Regions from separate parts of the Mus musculus genome. Here regions 2 and 3 are each linked to region 1. A link is a contact called in public HiChIP or PLAC-seq and promoter capture Hi-C data. All regions are on one chromosome and are shown on one strand. The core of a region is the stretch at or near the end of the contact, and the rest is flanking DNA. Distances in the headings are between cores, read along the strand shown. Region 1 holds the start of Fam98c (family with sequence similarity 98, member C). Region 2 holds the start of Zfp30 (zinc finger protein 30). Region 3 overlaps Pak4 (p21 (RAC1) activated kinase 4).

The links. Promoter capture Hi-C pulls out the DNA fragments that hold promoters and counts their contacts. HiChIP or PLAC-seq counts read pairs in DNA pulled down with a chosen protein or histone mark.
Region 2: a contact with region 1 is called in a promoter capture Hi-C map of liver, with 2.0 times the contacts expected there. The contact joins the promoter of Zfp30 here to the promoter of Fam98c in region 1. A contact is called at or near these places in 2 of 39 promoter capture datasets (erythroid cells and liver).
Region 3: an HNF4G HiChIP or PLAC-seq map of pancreatic cancer cells shows a contact between it and region 1. The contact joins the enhancer-like site here to the promoter of Fam98c in region 1. A contact is called at or near these places in 1 of 39 promoter capture datasets (erythroid cells), 1 of 484 Hi-C or Micro-C datasets (embryonic stem cells), 2 of 115 datasets of contacts at active chromatin or transcription factors (bone marrow-derived macrophages and pancreatic cancer cells) and 1 of 9 other capture datasets (adipose tissue).

Annotation. Positions count from the first base shown.
Region 1 is chr7:29,154,340-29,158,229 of GRCm38.p6, reverse strand. It overlaps Fam98c (family with sequence similarity 98, member C), which reads left to right and starts at 2,020. Exons shown (of 8, transcript NM_001146023.1): 1 at 2,020-2,100; 2 at 2,200-2,345; 3 at 2,421-2,555; 4 at 2,873-3,078; 5 at 3,537-3,614; 6 at 3,695-3,811. The coding sequence starts at 2,060. It also overlaps a transcript of Spred3 not described here.
Region 2 is chr7:29,782,241-29,786,130 of GRCm38.p6, reverse strand. Zfp30 (zinc finger protein 30) reads right to left here and starts at 2,163. Exons shown (of 5, transcript NM_001360208.1): 1 at 1,230-2,163.
Region 3 is chr7:28,582,633-28,586,522 of GRCm38.p6, reverse strand. The region is part of intron 1 of Pak4 (p21 (RAC1) activated kinase 4); the gene reads left to right. Among named protein-coding and RNA genes, the nearest start is that of Pak4, 14 kb to the left of the region's middle. Within about 2 kb of position 2,147, at least 74 of the 459 cell types and tissues checked have an H3K27ac peak or open chromatin away from gene starts, as enhancers often do. A contact at or near this core is called in adipose tissue, bone marrow-derived macrophages and pancreatic cancer cells, where this site is marked.

The DNA.
Region 1 (3,890 bases), core at 771-3,270:
TCGCTTGCCCATAGGTATGTGTATGCACCACCTGGCTCCTTGGTATCGGGCTCCCTAGAACTGAGCCATGTGGTTGCTGGGAACCGAAACCCAGATGCTCCGTAAGTACTCTCTTGCTTAGCTCTCTCTCCAACCAGAGCTCCTAGGTTTACACATGGAGTTTGACAGAAGGCTGAAAATGTTGCTCAGTGGTGGAACACATGCTTAGCATGGGCAAGAGCTTGAGGTAAGGCCCAACACCAAAGAAGGAGTAAAGGTTATTAGCCCAAGGATTTTGTTTTGTTTTTAATATTTTAAAATTATATGTGGCTCCATGCATGTGACCTGGAGTTTCTGGTGCTTGTGGGCCACATACATGGAACTTGTGGTGATCTTCCTATGAGGACACATGTCTAAGTCACCAGATCTGGTTTTGAAACATTATTTTGTATTTATGTACATGTGTGTTTGCAGGGATGCCCAAAGAGGCCAAAGAGCATGGTGGATCCTCGGGTGCTTACGAACCCCCAGAGGTCAGTGCTGGGAGCCAGCTTTTGAGAGAGCAGCAAGTCCAGTTCCCCGACTTCTTGGATTTTTGTTTTTGGACAGGGTTTCTCTGTGTAGCCCTGGCTGTCCTGGAACTCACTCTGTACATCAGGCTGGCCTCGAACTCAGAAATCCGCCTGCCTCTGCCTCCTGAGTGCTGGGATCAAATTCGTGCGCCACTACGCCCGGCTTTACTTGTTATTAACTAAGGATGCACCTTAACATATGGACCATAATCCTCACACTTTTAAGAATGAGTGCTTGAGGGGGCTGTCGAGATGGCTCAGTGGGTAAGAGCACCAACTGCTCTTCTGAAGGTCCTCAGTTCAAATCCCAGCAACCACATGGTGGCTCACAACCATCCGTAATGAGATCTGATGCCCTCTTCTGGTACGTCTGAAGACAGCTACAGTGTACTTACATATAACAATAAATAAATCTTAAAAAAAAAAAAAAATGAGTGCTTGAAACATTGGGTGTGACACAAACCTATAGTCCCAGATCTTGGGGGGCTAAGATAGGAGGGTCTTAGTGAGGCCAGATTCCATTTAATATATTAATGGCTGGAGAGATGGCTCAGTGGTTAGGAGCACTTGTTCTAGCAGAAGACTTGGGTTTGGTTCCCAGCACCCACACAAGACTTCACGACCACCTGGAAGTCCTGGAAGTCCAGTTGCAGGAGATTGTAAGCCTTCTGACTTCTGTGGGCACAAGGTACGCGCACACACATGCACACGCACACACACACACACACACACACACACACACATACACACACACGACATTCAGGCACATAAAACATATACTTTATTGCCCTTGGATCCCAATCGCATAGATGGAAAAAACCAGTTTGGCAGAAACATTAGCTGGCAAATGGAGTCAACCCCAGTCCCATCGGCTTGCCTCCCCCTTAGGATGGAGTTTCTCAATGGCATCTGCTTTTTCTTTCGAAGGCCTACAGAGGCAGAGAGTCTGGCTAACACTGGACCCACTGTGAGGTGGAAGGAGGGTCTGGCTGAGGTGGGAGAGTGGATGTGAAGACGTGCTGAAAATCTAATCCTAAAGTGGAAGAAAAACAAGTCGGATGGGACTTTCGGTCTGGGGTGCACTAAGAACAAAGGGCAGCTGGGCGTGTCACACGCCTGTCAACCAGCAAACAGAAGGAGGAAGCAGGACTAAGAAGCCAGCCTGAGCTACATAAATGTATAAATCGAGACCCTGCCTCCAAAAGTATAAAAGTTAAATAAGTTGCTTTTTGCTTTTTTTTTTTTTTTTTTTTCTTGAGAGTCGGACAGTAGGGACACCCGAGCCTCCTGCGACCTCGTAGATCCAAACCTCAAGCTATAAAATTTACACTGGACAAGTTACCTGAAGGGTGCGCGTGGCGCGCGACCAAGCCAATAGGAGCGTGGAAGCGCCTTCGCACGAGAATATGGTTGGATAGCAGCGGGAGAGAGGAGGCGGAGGGAAGAGGGGGCGGAGCCTTTCCCTGGCGGAAGGGGGCGCGCGCACCGGGTCCGCAGACGGAGTTGCCATGGATGGGGCCATGGTAGCGGGTGACCTTCTGACACTGGGGTAAAAGATTCGGTGGTGTGGCCTGGGGGTACGGGAAGGGCGCACTCGCCTGGGGACGCGGACGCAGAGGGACTCGCACTGACGCGTGCCCCGCCGCAGGTACGATGCCCTCCCGGAGGGGGCGTCTCGGGGTCCCGCGTGTGCAGACTTCAGGGCGCTGTGCGCGCGGCTGGCGGCCGAGCTGACGGCTCTGGGAGCTCTGGAGCGGCGAGAGGAGGGCACCGCAGTGCTGGGCGCCGGCCACGGTGCGTGAGAAGCTGGGTGGACGGCGGGTAGAGCCGCGGAACCCGCTGCTTCCTGATGGCTTCTTCCTCCCGCAGGCCCGGACACAGAGGAAGAGTTCCTGCGGCAGTTGGCCGGCTGGCTGCGGGCGTTGCACTGCCCGGATCGCGCGCTCTGCGGCGGAGACTGCGCCACCGTGCTGCGGGAGCCCGGCGGCGGCCTGCGTCTGCTGCGTGAGCGAGCTTGGAAGGCCCAGGGTGGTGGCGGTGGGCGGGGCCTCTGAATGGGGCGGGCTCTGACGCTCAGACTGGACTCCCGTGGGTGTGGCCAAAGCTTTGCGGCGAGCTTGAAGGCCGCAGGTAGATAGGCTAGGGTTAATTAAGGCTTGGCTTGAATTCTGACAGAGGCCTCTGAAAACTTTAATGCGTTGAGTTAAACGCCAGTTGGGTGGTTCTGAAGTGGACCCACATCCCCCATTGTCGGTGGGTGAGGCTTACTCTGGGGGAAGGGCCAAGGTTCTGGTTGGGTAGGGATCTACTCCTCTTTTTAGGGTTTCTTTGCTCTGAGCTCCAGGCTGCCCGCCTCTTGCATCTAAGGCTCCAGCGGGATTCTAGCCCTGTGCCATCCTTTGGAGAAGGGACAAAGAAGGCGAATGGCGTTGTTCAGGAACTGACGCTAACTCTTCAAGCCCTGGGGCTCCCCAGACCCCTGCGTGGAACCCTGGCTAGCCAGCTACTTCGGGAGTTTCATGACAAGGTAGAGAGAGTCTCCTCCTGAGGTACCTTACTTGTGGAAAGGAGCCTGTTTTCAAAACCAGCTCTAAAAAGGATGACCCATCGACAGTGGCCATTCGTTCTAATTTGCTTTTTGCTGTGATAAAACACTGACCAAAGCCAGCTTAGGGGAGGAAACCGTTTGTTTCCCTTCACAAGTTACAGCCCACCGTTGAAGGAAACTGAGGCAGGAACCCAAGCCTCAAGCCAGCCATGGAGGACAACCGTTTACTAGCACATGCCTCCCGGCTTGTTCAGCTACCTCTTATACAGCCCAGGCCCAGAGTGGGCTGGGCACGCCTATATCCAATAGCAATTGTCAAGTTGGCAAAAGTCGTTAACACTTCTGAGACCCAGGTTCACAGGGTTGAGGGAAACTAGAGCCCCTGAGAAGGTCCATCCTGTTTGTGTCTCACTGGCTTCTAATGATTCTCCCACCAGATCTCTGAGCTGCTGCCGTCCCTGCCCCCGGAGTCCATGAAGCCCCTCCTTAACTCGCAGCTGGATGCATCCCGATGGGTGAGAACATGTGCAGATGGCTGTGAACAGTATCTACCCAGAGACGGGACCCTGGGCATGACCAAGACCTTTCCTTCCAGGAAGCCCTGGAGTCTCTGTCCCAAAGCCTGACAGAGCAGTACTGCTGCCGCCGCTGCCTCCTCCTGAAGCGCCTTGACCTCACAACATCTGCTTTCCACTGGGGTGACCGGGCAGAGGTGTGGGGACCATAACAAGAATAAGCAGGCCCGCCAGAGGAGCTCGGCTGCAGGGAAGGGGGTCGAGGGCGAAGAATAT
Region 2 (3,890 bases), core at 914-3,413, 630 kb before region 1:
TATCCCGTTTCTCCCTTCTTATACACAACCTGCCTTCCAACACACAAACTGAGAGGTGAGAGATAACTTATACAGAAACCAAAAACCTCCTCAAAACTACAGGGAACTCAGCTGCAAAATGTGGCTGTGAGACCTCAGTATGCACCAGGATCACCTAGAAGACTGCTTAAAACAGATTTGGGTAGGGTGGGTGGTCAGGTGGCTCAGTGGTTAGGAGCACTGGCTGCCGTTCCAGGGAACCTGAGTTCAGCAGTCAACTCCCACGTGGTCCTTACATTTGTTACTCCAGGTCCAGGTGACCGGACGCAGTATCCTGGCGTCCTCGGACACATGTAAGAGGTGCACATACATAAAAATAAATGTTACGAGAAAGAATGTGCTCTCCTGGTCTTTGTTGGCTTGTTTTTGCAGTCCTCTGAAGCCTGCAGTCCAGCCGGAGCTTGCTAAGTGCTCTAGCCCTAGCCCTAGCCCTGCCATTTCTCACCGGCACCCCCAAGAGATGCATCGGCCGCCGCCGCCGCTGCTCCAGTGCCACACAAGAATGACCAGTGTAGCCTGGAGAGGCCCTGAGTTCAATTTCTAGCAGTCGCACCGTGACTCACAGCCATCTATGCTGGGATCTGATGTTGCAGATCGAACACTCATATACATAAAATAAATAAATCTTAAATAAAAACAAAACAAAAAACCCGAAAAGTGTAGGGGCTTGAGGAAATGCCTCAGTGGTCCCTCCAGCCACCACCTCAATCATTTAAATACATGCTCGTCCTTGACCAATCACACATCAGACTTTAGCAGACATATTTCCGTATTAGAGAATCCTAAGAAAAACAGGACATCTAAATGTATAGCACGTGGGTGCTACATAACCATAGAACCGCAGGCGCTGCGCACTCAAAGAGGAATCCTGATTAAGTCTCTGCCCACTGAAAATGCAGGGAAATTCTCAGACCCAAAGCAATGAATAGTTCGCTTTTTTTTTTTTTTAAAGACAGGGTCTCAATGTAACCCAGGCTGGCCTTGAACACTTGGTCCTAGTGGAGTGGCAGTGACACCACTCACAGTTGAATAAAACATTTTCACAAACGTCTTTCAAAGGGAAGGAAATTAAAAAAATCCATACTCAAAACAACAACAACAACAACAGCAAAAACAAACAAACAAAAAACCAAAAACGAAAAACAAAAACTCAAGCATTTCACAGGAACACAGAAGTTCTAGAAACTCACACATAATCTCTGTTTTAAACAGAAGTAGTAGCTGCTGGCTTCTAGGGTCTCTTCTGAAGACTGGCAGACACTCCAGGCCTTGTTTCTTTTCTTTTCTCTTCTTTCCTTCTTCTTCTCTTTTCTTTTTCTCTCTTGCAACCCAACGTTAGGCAGTAGAGAATGACCTTGAGCGCCTACTCCCCCTGCCTCCACCTCCCAAATCCCGAGAAGTCAGGTGTATGCCACCACGTCCTCTGGCCTCACCCCTACGCTTTTCTGAAATTGATCAGAATCCCCTTCCAAGCTTCAGGGCTCCAGGCTGACCCCATCCGTATGATCCCAGCAAGCGAGATAGACTACAGCAGCCCACAGTCACCCGTGCCCGAGTTTGCTGCTTCGGCCACTCTGCTTCACCAGTTACCAGTCCGGGGCTGCCCAGCCTTAGGTCCGAGGTGTCCCCCGGTTCTCTGCTCCCCAGGCCCGCCGGGAATCTAAGGTTCTGCACAGGGTATCTCCACCGTGCAAGTCGCGGCCCCCGCCTTCCCTCTCGGTCCTTGTCCACAGCCAGGCCGGGGTTTAGGTGCAGCGCGTCAGCACGGCAGCTGTACCCACGAACGGGCCACCTGAGTCCCAGGGGTCCTCAGAGCGGGTCCCCGGAGAAGAGCGTAGGCCGCACGAGACCGGGGACCACCCAGCTGACGGGTATCCCGGGAGGGTGGGTTGCCAGCGCGGTCAGCGCTGCAGCGGCGGCACCAAAGTGCTACGGACGGGACCGTGGTACTGAAGGCTCTGGGACATCAGATCTCAAGCCTGAGAGTCCGACTGCCACTAGCTTCTTTGACTAGGTTCTGGGCTTCCAGCCCCGCGGAGGCTGCGAGCCAGGCCCCTAGCTCTTGGTCAGGGGAAGGGGGTTGGAGGTGGGGCTGTGTGTGTCTCTTTCTCGCTGCTTCAATGCGCATGCGCACAAGGGAGCCGCAGGGAGGCGGGGAGCCTTCGGTAGCATCTTGTGCAGGCCTGGACAGAGGGAGTTTGGTTCCAGGATCCAGGATTGGGCAGAAATGGCCAAGTCTTTAGGCCTACAGCAGTAGCTCTGGCGTTGAACAAACTAACCCCCAGATGCTTTGAGGTCCAGCGTGGAGCGTTGGCTGAACCACTTATACTAGTTTGGGCATCTATTGTTTGTTTTTAAAGCTGTGGTCTCTCTAAATGACCCTGGTTTTCTCTGTGGACACCAGGCTGACTTTGAAATTGAAGTGATTCTCCAGTAAGCTTCCTGAATGTGGACATTAACGGCACACACCACCACACCCCCGCCCTCTACCTGAGTTTTTTCTTTTTCTTTTCTTTTTTTTTTTAACCAGTTTTTCTTTCTTCTTAAATCTCTATTTGAGACAAACTCTCTCTATGCAGCCCTTGCTAGCCTGGAATCTGTGTAGACCAGGCTAGCCTGGAACTCTGAGATCCACCTGCCTTTGTTTCCGTGGTGCTGGAATTAAAGGTGTGCACCACCACTTCGGACGTGGTTTTCTTTTAACAAAGCAGGCTTGAGTTTTTGTTGTGGCTGTTGTTTTGTGGGTTTTTTGTTTGTTTGTTTGTTTTGTTTTGTTGTTGGTTTTTTTTTTTTGTTTTTTCGAGACAGGGTTTCTCTGTATAGTCCTGGCTGTCCTGGAACTCTGTAGACCAGGCTGACCTCAAACTCAGAAATCCACCTGCCTCTGCCTCCCAAGTGCTGGGATTAAAGGCATGCGCTACCACCACCCGGCTTTTTATTTTATTTTATTATTTTAGGCTTGGGGTTTTAGGCTTTAGCATGAGGAGAGGGGCTCCGAATGACGGCACCTGAAATCGCAGTATGGGCTTCTCTGAAAGAATAATCGATTGGGTTTTCATGTTATTCTTATGTTCTTGTGGTGGTTTGAATAGGTATGGCCCCATAGATTCATGCATTTGTATGCTTGCCCATGCCAAGTAGTGATTTTATGTGTGGCCTTATTGGAGGAAGTGTATCATCACCGTAGAGGCGGGGCTTTGAGGTCACATATGCCCAAGGTACACCACATCTGCCTGCAAGCCTCCACCTTTCCCGCAGGACGATGGTGGACTGAACCTCTGCAAGCCAGCCCCTATTAAATGTTTTCCTTTATAAAAGTTGCCCTGGTCATGGTGTCCCTTCACGGCAATAAAACCCTAAGAGAGTTATGTTAGAAAGAGCTTTCCTTTAGCCCGTTTAATTTAGTCTCAACAGCACATATGCATAGATTCTTAATGAGTTATAGTTAATTTAATTCTTTTTGATGCCTATTTTTTTCCCAAGATTTGGTTTGTGGGGGCCCCTTTAGCCTGACATTGGTGGGCTGTTTATTTGAACGACAGCCCAGGCTGGCCTGGGACTTGTGATTCTGCTGAATCAGCTTCTCCATTCAGCTGGAATTACAGGTATTAGGCACCACCCTGGGTTATTGGGTAGCTTGTCTTCTGATAGGTTTCTAACACTGATGAGGATGATGATGATTAGTATTATTAAATATTATAGCATTTAATAATTGAGGGGTCTGGAAAGGTGGCTCAGTGCTTAAAGGACTGACTGCTCTTCCAGAGGACCCAGGTTCAGCTCTCAGCACTAACATGGTGCCTCACAATTGTCTGTAGCTCCAATACCAGGAGATGCAATGACTTCCTCTG
Region 3 (3,890 bases), core at 898-3,397, 570 kb after region 1:
ATAATAGTCTCACACTTCCCAACTAAGTTCCAGTTGTCATTCTGTCCAGTTTGGTCTAGACCAGGTCCAAGGCCTCTTGAGCCGCCTTCCATCTCTACATTGGCTCTCGTGCTCTCGCTCTCTCTCTCCCTCTTGCTTTCTCTCTCTCTCTCTCTCTCTCTCTCTCTCTCTCTCTCTCTCTCTCGTGTGTGTGTGTTTGTGTGTGTGTATGTGTACATGTGCACAATTTTGAAGCTATAGCTGTGGGTGAACATCTGGGTTTAATAGTTTAATGACTTGATGTTTGCACAACTGTCAAGTAAACTTTGAGGATAAAAATTTTTAAGGGAAAAAAAAAAAGAAAAGAAAACTGTAGTGATGTATACCTGTGTTTCCAGCACCTCCAGAAAGTTCCAGCCCAGGCTGGGAGGGTAGGGAGACTGTCTTATAAACAGACAAACATTGTTGAGCAACAGAACAAAAGAGTGGTGAGGTGCACTGAGTGCCTCCTGCTCCTCCTCTGAACAATGGAGCCTTCATGCCCCCTCCTCCATACCTTGTGCAATAATAGCATGGGGCTCACACATCTTATGGCTGGCCTCACTGCTGTCCCATGTCTCTAGCATGGGCACAGAAGAGCCACCAGGGGCTGCCACTGCCCTCAGGACAGTTTATTTGATCTAAAATAATTTCTTCTACCCTGTGGAACTAGCTACAGCAGGTCTGGACAGGGATACTCGGACCAGGATGTTCTATGTCACAGGAGTCGAACCTGGGAGTGCCTAAGTGTATGGCGAGGTGTTTGTGGCCTGGGCTCTGAGGGTTCTAGGGATCTGTCTCTGAGCTTTTGTCCCCCAATGCAGCAGGATGTAAGGGGCCTGCTGTGTTTAAGGAAAAGGCAGGGTGTAGGCAGGAATGGGCTAGAGGCAGAGGGACTGAGCCAACACAACACATATGCAGAAGGTTGAGGGCTCAGCTTAGTCTACAATGCAAAGTCTAACCCTATACAAAGTGTGGAAACTTCTGGGTTCTCTTCAGTGCCTAGGTATCAAGCAAATATCCCATGTTCCACCCAGAACAGGGGAGAAGTGCTGGCAGCTGCCAGAAAAGTTCCTTTCCAGAAGTAAGTTCTTAGGAGAGCTAGCTCACGCTTGCAGCCTCCCTCCTTCCCTTTTACTGCCCAAAGGAGAACAGAGAACCAGGCACCTGCTGTGCTGGGTCCTCCACCCAGGGACCACCCCTTGTGGTCGCTGCAGCACTCCACATCTTTCCCTAGGTGGGAATGGCATGAGATTGGCATCTCCTGGCCACAGCTTGCTCTCTGGTCTTTTGCTCTTGAGAGCTCTCCAGCCAGTGAAGGAAATGCCAGCAGAAGTGTTCTCCAGCCTGGCCCGGCTCAGGGCTCGTCCTGCCCAGGCCCCTCCACCTGCCTCCCACCCAGCCCGGCACTGAGAACTTGGGAGATCCTGGCTCTTCCAAGGATGGGGATCAGTTTCAGTCCTGTGCTCTGTAAAGGGGCTGTGATATTCTCCTGGAGGGACCGTGCGCCAGCAGGAAGTCTCTTTTCTGACCCTGTGCCACCCTGGTTCCCCTCAGGGAAGCCACTGTAGTGATTGCTCCCAAGGGTCCAGGTTGGAAGCTCTGCTACTGGATTAGTAGTTTGGAGTGCAAACCCTACTCCCACCTCCGTGAGCCTCACTTTCCCATTTTAGAATCTGTGTACAGGCTAGTTCATCACAGTGAGGCACCCGGGAGCTGGCACCTTAGTGTCCTCAGTGGCAGCTGTGGGAGTTACATCTCTGCTTGGTATCCTAAACACCTGACAGAGGCAGCCGAGGGAAGGAGAGGTCTGTCTGGGCTCGGGCTTGATTGAGCAGTTTATCATGGCAGGGAAGGCACCAGGCAGAAAGTAAGGCAGCTGATATGATGTCTGCCTTCAGGAAGCAGAGAGTGGTGAGTGCTGGCACTCTTTCTCAGAGGGTATGTGTGTGTGTGTGTGGGGGGGGGGTGTTAGATTCTCTGGAGTCATGGGTATTTGTGGGCCATGAGAGCTGGGAACAGAACTCATGTCCTCTGGAAGAGCAGTAAGCTCTCTTAACCAGTGAGCCATGTCTCCAGCCTGTCCCCTTCTTTTCACACTGCAGCCCATGGACTGGTGCTGCACATTTAGGAAGACTCTTCCCCACTCAGCTAACCAGTGTGTAAGCACCCTCTTAGACACACCCAGAGGTAGCTTTCTGTAGTGGTTTTATCCAGAGCTTGGCAGCCACAACAATATTGTCCTTACTGCCTTTCACTCACTTGTCCCTTCATGCTGGGTGAGGCTGAGGGCCAGCACTAGTGAGAACTCCTGCTCTAGGGGGCCAGCAGAGTGAGGGCTGCCATGGTGACGCCCATCTGTGAAACCAGAAGTGGCTGCCTGGAGGGGGAAATCTGTAGGCTGAGGCCTGGAATAGGAACTGGTTTGTGGAAGAAGAAGCGGAGAGAAGGCGAGAAGAGCGTGTTCTACCCTAAAAGATGTAAGTGTGGTCATGGGTGCGGTCCTTGCACTCCACTTCTGCAAGTCATGAGTTTGAAGCCAGCCTGGATCACCTAATGAAGCTTTGTCTCAAAACAAAACAAAGGCCAAAAGATGGGAGCAGGTCTGTCACTTAAAGAAGTTGCTAATGTTCTTAAGTAAAGTTATATCTTGAGGTACCTGTGTTCACACTGCAATTGTAAGGCGTTATGAGCCAGATCTATCACAGTCTTCCTCCATCTTCCCTCAGTCGGAACAGCTTGCAGAGTCACCCAGGGCCCCCATCAGGATGTGGACTTTGATCTGATCAAGGCTGAACATTCCATCACTAGCGTCCCTCCCCTCTGAGGCCTGTTCCAGCCACACCCCTTCCCACCCTTAACCTTTCTCCAGCTTTATAATTCTCTCATTTTAGGAATCCTTCCACAGAGAACCTTCTGGAATTGTCTTCAGCCATGCAGCCTAGTTCTTGGGAGATGCTTGCAGATGGTTGTGCATGTTGGGACCCCCCGCCCCCCCCCCCCACTGTTGCTGGGTGGCACTCATGGATCCCCCAGGGTGTCGCACCATCCACCCATGGAGGACATCTGCTTCTTTCTAGTTTTTTGGCTATTACAAGGAAAGCCTCCGTAAACGTTCCCAGAGTGGTTTGTGTATGGAGTATAAATTTTCGTTTTTCTGGGACAAATACCCCAACGTGTAATTGCTTGGTAGTGTGACAGTTATAGGTTTTAAGGAGGATACCAGGCTGCTTTTCAGAGTGGCTGCGCCATTTCCCGCTGCCATCAGCAGCGCAGCACAAGCAGGGCCCTGCTTCTCGGCAGGCTCGCCAGCGCTTGCACTGTCACTATTTTTTATTTTAACTCTTGTGGTAAATGTGTAGCGCTGTCTCGCAGTCGCGTTAATGCGTGTCTCTCTGGCTAATGGCTAATGCTGTTGAACATTCGGTGTGCTTATCTGCCATCTGTGGATCTGCTTCGGTGACAAGTCTTCTGGCTTCTGCTCACTTTATTGAACTGTTTGCTTTTTTACTGTTCAATTCTGTGAGTGCTTTATCTTAGGCACCAGGCCTTTGTCAGATATGTGGCTTTAAATGTTTCTCTGTCTGTTGCTTGCCTTTCTTTTCCTCCTTCAGTACTAGGGATTGAACCTAGGGCCTCTTAGGTGTGCTAGGCAAGCACTCTATCACAGAGCCACATCTCTGGCTGTGGCTTGTCTCTTTACCCTTTCATATGAACTTTTGCAGAAAAAAAGTCTTCTTTAAACAAAACAAAACTTTATTTTTAAGTATTTAGATATTTGTATGTGTCCTGGTATTTTGCCATGCATGTATGTGTGCATGTATGTATATGCACGTGTATGTGCCTAGTGCCTGCAATGTCCAAAAGAGGGC